Linked DNA regions of Ovis aries: region 1 is linked to region 2. A link is a contact called in public Hi-C data. All regions are on one chromosome and are shown on one strand. The core of a region is the stretch at or near the end of the contact, and the rest is flanking DNA. Distances in the headings are between cores, read along the strand shown.

Region 1 (3,226 bases), core at 503-3,002, 460 kb before region 2:
CAGATGTCAGTAATGGGTCTATAAAATATCTTTTAAAACCGAAGCGCTTATTTTCTGAATTTCAAATAACACAATTCTGTTAAAATTAGCTAGCCAAGCAAATACAGTTTATAAAAATTCGTCACAGAATATTTAAGTATCTCAGACAAGGCACTAAAAATGCATGTTATTCTATCAAATTGAAATGCTAATATCATAGTTCAATTTCATTCAATGTTTTGACAAAAATGTTTCTTCTTTTCAATTCTCCCCAATACAAAAACAGTTTCCTTCCCTTAACTTTAAATGCTTCACAGGAACAAAACAGACTTCGACCAGCTTTTCATGAGTCGTCCGGATCTTCGGTCACTGCCTCTCCCAGGACAGATAATGGCAGTGACAAACCTGGCTCTGGAAAGTAGTTCTGCTTTTATGAACAGAGCCCTTGTAATCAAGTCACAGGGTGAAAACACGACAGTCCGGCTTTTCCGTGCTGCTCCTCTGCCTAAACGTTCCTTTTCATTTTAGGAATGGCCATCAACTTTTGAGAAGAACCTTCAACAGTCTATAGCTGGCCTGCGCTCCCTCCCCCTACCAATCCGATATTTTATCCGATCAAAGCAGCCTTTGCCTCTTACTAAAAGAGTACTCGGAGTAAGAGTTGCCCACAAATGGAGGAGCCTCTTTTTCAAGGAAGTGGGAACGCTCAGATTTTGTTAAGCATTCGTAATGCGTTGCATTCTTTTTTCCATTTAAACCTCGTACTGATTCCAACTCTGACAGTGATTTGCGTAAATCCACTTAAGTCACTGTGCTTTTTAAATTCCTTTTTTTAAAGAAAGACACCTCTATCCCAACTCACAAAAGACGTATGTTAAGTATCGCTTATTTTTCTTAACTTGCTCTAAGTTTCACAATAGATCGATTGTTTCCTAAAGAAAAACTCACAATCAGCAGAAAATGCTCTCTCCAGATTTAGCTGATCGGCTAATGATGAAAAATTTAAGCGTTAACAGGAAATTTAGACGCCTCATTTAGGAGGGAGGCGGAAAGCTGAACCAGGGCGCCAGGCGGCTGTTTAAATATCTCAACTGGAACGCCATGGAAACGAGGGAATTCCCACTAGTCAGCAAGCAAGAAGGTTTTTGTAGGACCCCCCTTATTTTCGACAAATCCTAAGAAAGAAAGAAAAGGAAGACACAACTGTCAAGAGTTGAAAATTAATTTCTAACTGCTCTGAATTTGTGCCTAAGGAACAGGTTAGAAGACAAACGCAAAACGCGTGGTGTGCTCTCGGGCTAGAGCAGCACGGAGCTCACCCCTGGGGTGAAGAGGAGGGAAACGAGCAAGAGGGTCAGAGTCGGCTGCAAAGGAGCGGGAGATGCGGGCCCGGCGGCGAGAGGCGCTAGGCGGACTCGCTGGCAGCCCGGGCCAGGCCGAGTCCCCAGCCCCGTGCCGCCGTACCCCCGGCCCCCCAAGACAGAACGGCCCGTACCTGTCTGACCGGCCGTGATGCGCCGCAGAGCCCGAGCTGCCCACCCCTCTCCCGGCTCCGCGTCCATCGCCCCCAAGCCAGGAAGCCGCTGCGGCCTGCGGCTTCCCGCCAACGCCGCCCGCTCCTTCCTCCAGGGACACGGCGAGCTGGCTGAAGGCGTAGAGAAGCGAGCAGAAGCCGCAGGCCAGGCACAGCACCACGACGCGCAGGTAGCGCCGCATCGCGCTGGCCCAGCGCTGCTGCCGCCGCCGCCGTCACCGCGCCCGCCCGGGCGAACTGGAACCGAGGGAGCGGCACCGCGCAGCCGCGAGCGCAACAAGTTCCTCCTCCGCCACGGCCTCGCACCCGCCCCACTCCGCTCCCTTCCCACCACCTTCACCAGCGCGCCGACACCCCGCCCCGGCGTCCTGACCCCGCCTCCGCCGCGGGCCCCTCCCTGAGGGCTGGCGGCCCGACGCGCCGGCGCACTGAGCGCGAGGGCGGGGCGCGCCTGGTGGGCCGGGGTGTCCGGAGCTCTGGGAGCTGGGGACTGCCGGGCGAGCGACTCCCAAGCCCTGCAACTCCCAACTGCGCTGCAGAAGTGTGGCGAAAGGAGCGGGGCGTTGGAGGCAACTGACCCAATTTCAAATTATGGTTCTGCCACACGGTAGTTTGGGACGCTGAGCGACCTAAATTCTCTGAGCGGGTGTCTTTGTCTCTGAAATGGAGATGATATCCTCATCATAGAATGGTGATAAAGATTAAATTGCTTAACGCACGAAAAACGCCTTGTATTTAGAAGGCACTTGATTAAGCCGCTTTTCCGCTCCAACCTCATCCAGCAGTGACTTCCCTAGCCTCTCGTATTCTGTAATAGAGTTGGTTCGAGCCGTTCTCACGCAGATATCAAATGCAGATGCCTGATGCTGTTGAGGATGCATATTCCGCCTCCCATCGAGGTTGTAAGTTCCTGTAACTCTAAGCTCCAAGCTTTTACTCCTTTATGAACCAGCTCACAACTCACCATTTGCAATAATATCTCCCTAAAGAGAGCTTTCCAGTTCTTCTCCCTCTTCTTCAGCCCTATTTTCACGCCATTCATTTACTGAACATTTATAGATCATCACTTTGTGCCAAGCACTGTGAGTATCTTGGGGCACAAAAACCCCTAGTTGGGGCATGGGGGTGGGACAGTGAATATTTGTAAGTGCAATACAACCATACAGACGTTAGAATAGGTGAAGGTGAAGTCGCTCAGTCGTATCCGACTCTTTGCGACCCCGTGGACTGTAGCCTACCAGGCTTCTCCGTACATGGAATTCTCCAGGCAAGAATACTGGAGTGGGTTACCATTTCCTTCTCCAACCTACGGGCAGGGTCAGGAGATACTTCATAATGTCAAAATGAAACAGAGACCAGACTTGAAAATTCCTTGACCAGACAAAACCGGTCATACAAGCAAAGCTTAATTTAGCATATTTTGCAGGATAAGAGTTTAACTTGATCTGGGTCACTTCTTGCCTATACATCTGAAAATAATAAGCATAACTTAAATATTTAAGTCCCCAAAATCGGTATGAGGTAACCACTAACCAATTCCCTTTTAAGTAAATTCTCGCAGGGGATAGGCAAATAGATGAAGGGAGTCAATTGTATGGTGATGGTTGATAACTAGACTTATGGTAGTGATGACTTTGCAGAATATGTGGATTAAATTGCTTCAGTCCTGAGGGACTCTACGACCCCATGAATTATAGCCCACCTGGCTCCTCT
Region 2 (2,851 bases), core at 168-2,667:
TACCCACCATATTCATCTGACCTCTTGCCAACTGGCTACCATTTTTTCAAGCTTCTTGACAACTTTTTGCAGGAAAAAGGCTTCCACAATCAGCAGTATGTAGAAAACGCTTTCTAAGAGTTTGTTCAATTCTGAAGCACGGATTTTTATGCTACAGAAATAAATAAACTTATTTCTCGTTGGGAAAAATGTATTGATTGTAATGGTTCCTATTTTGACTAATAAAGATGTGTTTGAGCCTAGTTATAATGATTTAAAACTCAGGGTCAGAAACTGCTATTGTTTTTCCATCAACCTAATACTACTAACCTTACAACAGAGTAAGGTGGAAAATATACTTACAGAAAAAGTGAAATGACAGTTAAGGAGTATTTTCAAGAAGCTCATCTTAGCCTAGGGAAGCAATTTTACTCTACTGTGTGCATTTTCAAAACTATTGTAATGCTCATGGCATTCGGTCCCATTACTTCGTGGCAAACAGAAGGGGAAAAATGAAAGCAGTGAGAGATTTTATTTGCTTGGGCTCCAAAATCACTTCAGACAGTGACTGCAGCCATGAAATTAAAAGACACTTGGAAGGAAAGCTATGATAAACCTAGACTGCGTATTGAAAAACAGAGAAATCACTTTGCTGATAAAGGTTCATGTAGTGAAAGCTATGGTTTTATAAGCAATCCTGTATGGATGTGAGTTGGTCCATAATGAAGGATGAGTGCTAAAGAACTGATGCTTTCAAATTGCGGTGCTAGAGGACTCTTGAGAGTCCCTTGGACAGTGAGGAGATCAAACCAGTCAGTCCTAAAGGAAATCAAACCTAAATATTTACTAAAAGGACTGATGCTGAAGCTGAAGCTCTGATACTTTGGCCACCTGATGTGAAGAGAGGAATCACTGGAAAAGACCCTAACACTGGGAAGGACTGAAAGCAAAGGGGGAAGGGGGCAGCAGAGGATGAGGTGGTTAGACAGCATCATCTAGCCAATGGACATGTTTGAGCAAACTCAGGGAGATGGTGGAGAACAAAGGAGCCTGGCGTGCTGCAGTCCGTGGGGTCACACAGAGTCGGACACAACTTAGCAATTGAACAACATCAACATCAACAACAAACTAATGTGAGTGCTCTGAGCATATTTAGGGTACACTGAGGTAAGCTATCACGTCCAGCAAGGTAGGTGAACTAAATGCATTTTCAGCTATGATACTGTCAATCCCAATGAGTTTATTGGGATAACTAACCTGTAGATTGAGCAAGATTTATATATGGAATACTTTTCCATATCAAAAGCAAAATTTTATAGTGGGATATTAAACTTTATAATGCCCCTGGATTTGCACGTTCATTTGGAACAGAAGTGACTGCTTTCAGGTAATGGATTTAAGAGAGGAAACATCATTTCAAGTTTGTTTAAGACTGCCATCTAGTGACTCCTTTCTCCCTACTGGATGCAGAATTCTCTGCGATCAAGTCAGTTTAGAGAGGGTCTATATTTAACTTTCCAGACTGGTTAACTCAGGTTTTCAATAGATAGCAGTCACCTTTTCCAGCTTGGATGTCATTCTTATGGTACCAGCTGTGCAGAAACTTATTGTCCTGCTTGGCAGCAGTAGAGAAAAAGTGAGGCACAGACATGAAGCAAAGTAAAAAACAGTCATCTATTATTCTTTGCTGACCTATGCAATCAGACATGACCCTCAAAACAAGACAAATGAACTCTTTTGTGGTGATGTAATCCCTAGAGCAGATGGATCGATGATGGAAACATGTAACCCCACCAAGGTTCATATTTAACATGAGTAGTGTGGCACTACTGCTCTGTGTGAAACTCTGCTCTGGCCAGTACAGCTGAAAGATTATGTCAGCAGCTGAACAGCACAGATTCTGAAATCAGAGTCCCACAGAAACACCTGCTGTAGACTAGACAGTCGCTGCGTGACCCAAAGTATTCCTTTGTGAATCAATATGAAATCAATGTCCCAGCATGATGTTAGGTGGAATCATGCTAATGGACAAGCAAACTAGCCAGGGAGACACAGCAAAGCGATCTCAGCTTTATGAGCTCATTAGCCAATTGGAACTGGGATGGTTTCAAGACACCTGGGTGGTTATGTCCACCTACCTGCATTACCCTGGAAGTTTCAATTGGATACAGTTCCTTCTGTGAGTCATAGATTATTTGTTTTAGTATGCATTGTTAAACAATTGTCATATTCCACGTTGAAATGGCTGCCTTCCAGATGGGGTATGAGGTGATTTTTTTGTGACAGAATTCACTGGAGTCCTAAAGTATGAATGAAGTATATGGGTTTTTGATAAAATTCCACCTGACAGCTCAATTGATCAAGACACTGATTTGATTTCAACAGTTCACAGAATTATAATTAAGCAGTTATGAATGGCACCCATGTTTATCTAGAAAACATCTAGTTTACTCATAAGTAAAATAAATCTTTAAAGAAGTCCCTTTATATTTATTTCAGTGGCTTTCCAAATACAAATGTGCAACCTTAATAAGTTAAGTTCCATATTCAGTGATTTCTTGAAACGTATTATAGAAACTTTAAAATATATAGTCAAAACAAAGAAGAAAATATTTAGCTTTATTTTGAAGCAACTATTTTATATATTGGGGAGATTATTTTCACAAGCATTTACATGTTAGGGTCAACAATAACTAATTTAATGTAATATGCAAATAGTCTGTATGAATTTAACCTTAATCCCCAAAGCTGTCTTAGCAAATATAAACTCTTTAATTTCCTAGGTTTATCAAAGCAAATCCCCTCAAATCACCTGTCAAATTCTACCTTCATCTAGCCACTGAAAAATGTACAGCAAAATGTAGCCTATTTG

The links. A called contact is a pair of places that touch in the nucleus more often than the background predicts.
Region 1: a Hi-C map of hypothalamus shows a contact between it and region 2, with 4 times the contacts expected there. The contact joins the promoter of GXYLT1 here to the enhancer-like site in region 2. A contact is called at or near these places in 4 of 16 Hi-C or Micro-C datasets (hypothalamus, liver, skin fibroblasts and 1 more).

The regions. Positions count from the first base shown.
Region 1 is chr3:144,830,353-144,833,578 of ARS-UI_Ramb_v3.0, reverse strand. It overlaps GXYLT1 (glucoside xylosyltransferase 1), which reads right to left and starts at 1,752. Exons shown (of 7, transcript XM_027967443.2): 1 at 1,475-1,752. The coding sequence starts at 1,695.
Region 2 is chr3:144,368,182-144,371,032 of ARS-UI_Ramb_v3.0, reverse strand. All of the region lies in intron 2 of PRICKLE1 (prickle planar cell polarity protein 1), which reads right to left. Among named protein-coding and RNA genes, the nearest start is that of PRICKLE1, 20 kb to the right of the region's middle. Within about 2 kb of position 1,417, at least 8 of the 54 cell types and tissues checked have an H3K27ac peak or open chromatin away from gene starts, as enhancers often do. A contact at or near this core is called in hypothalamus, where this site is marked.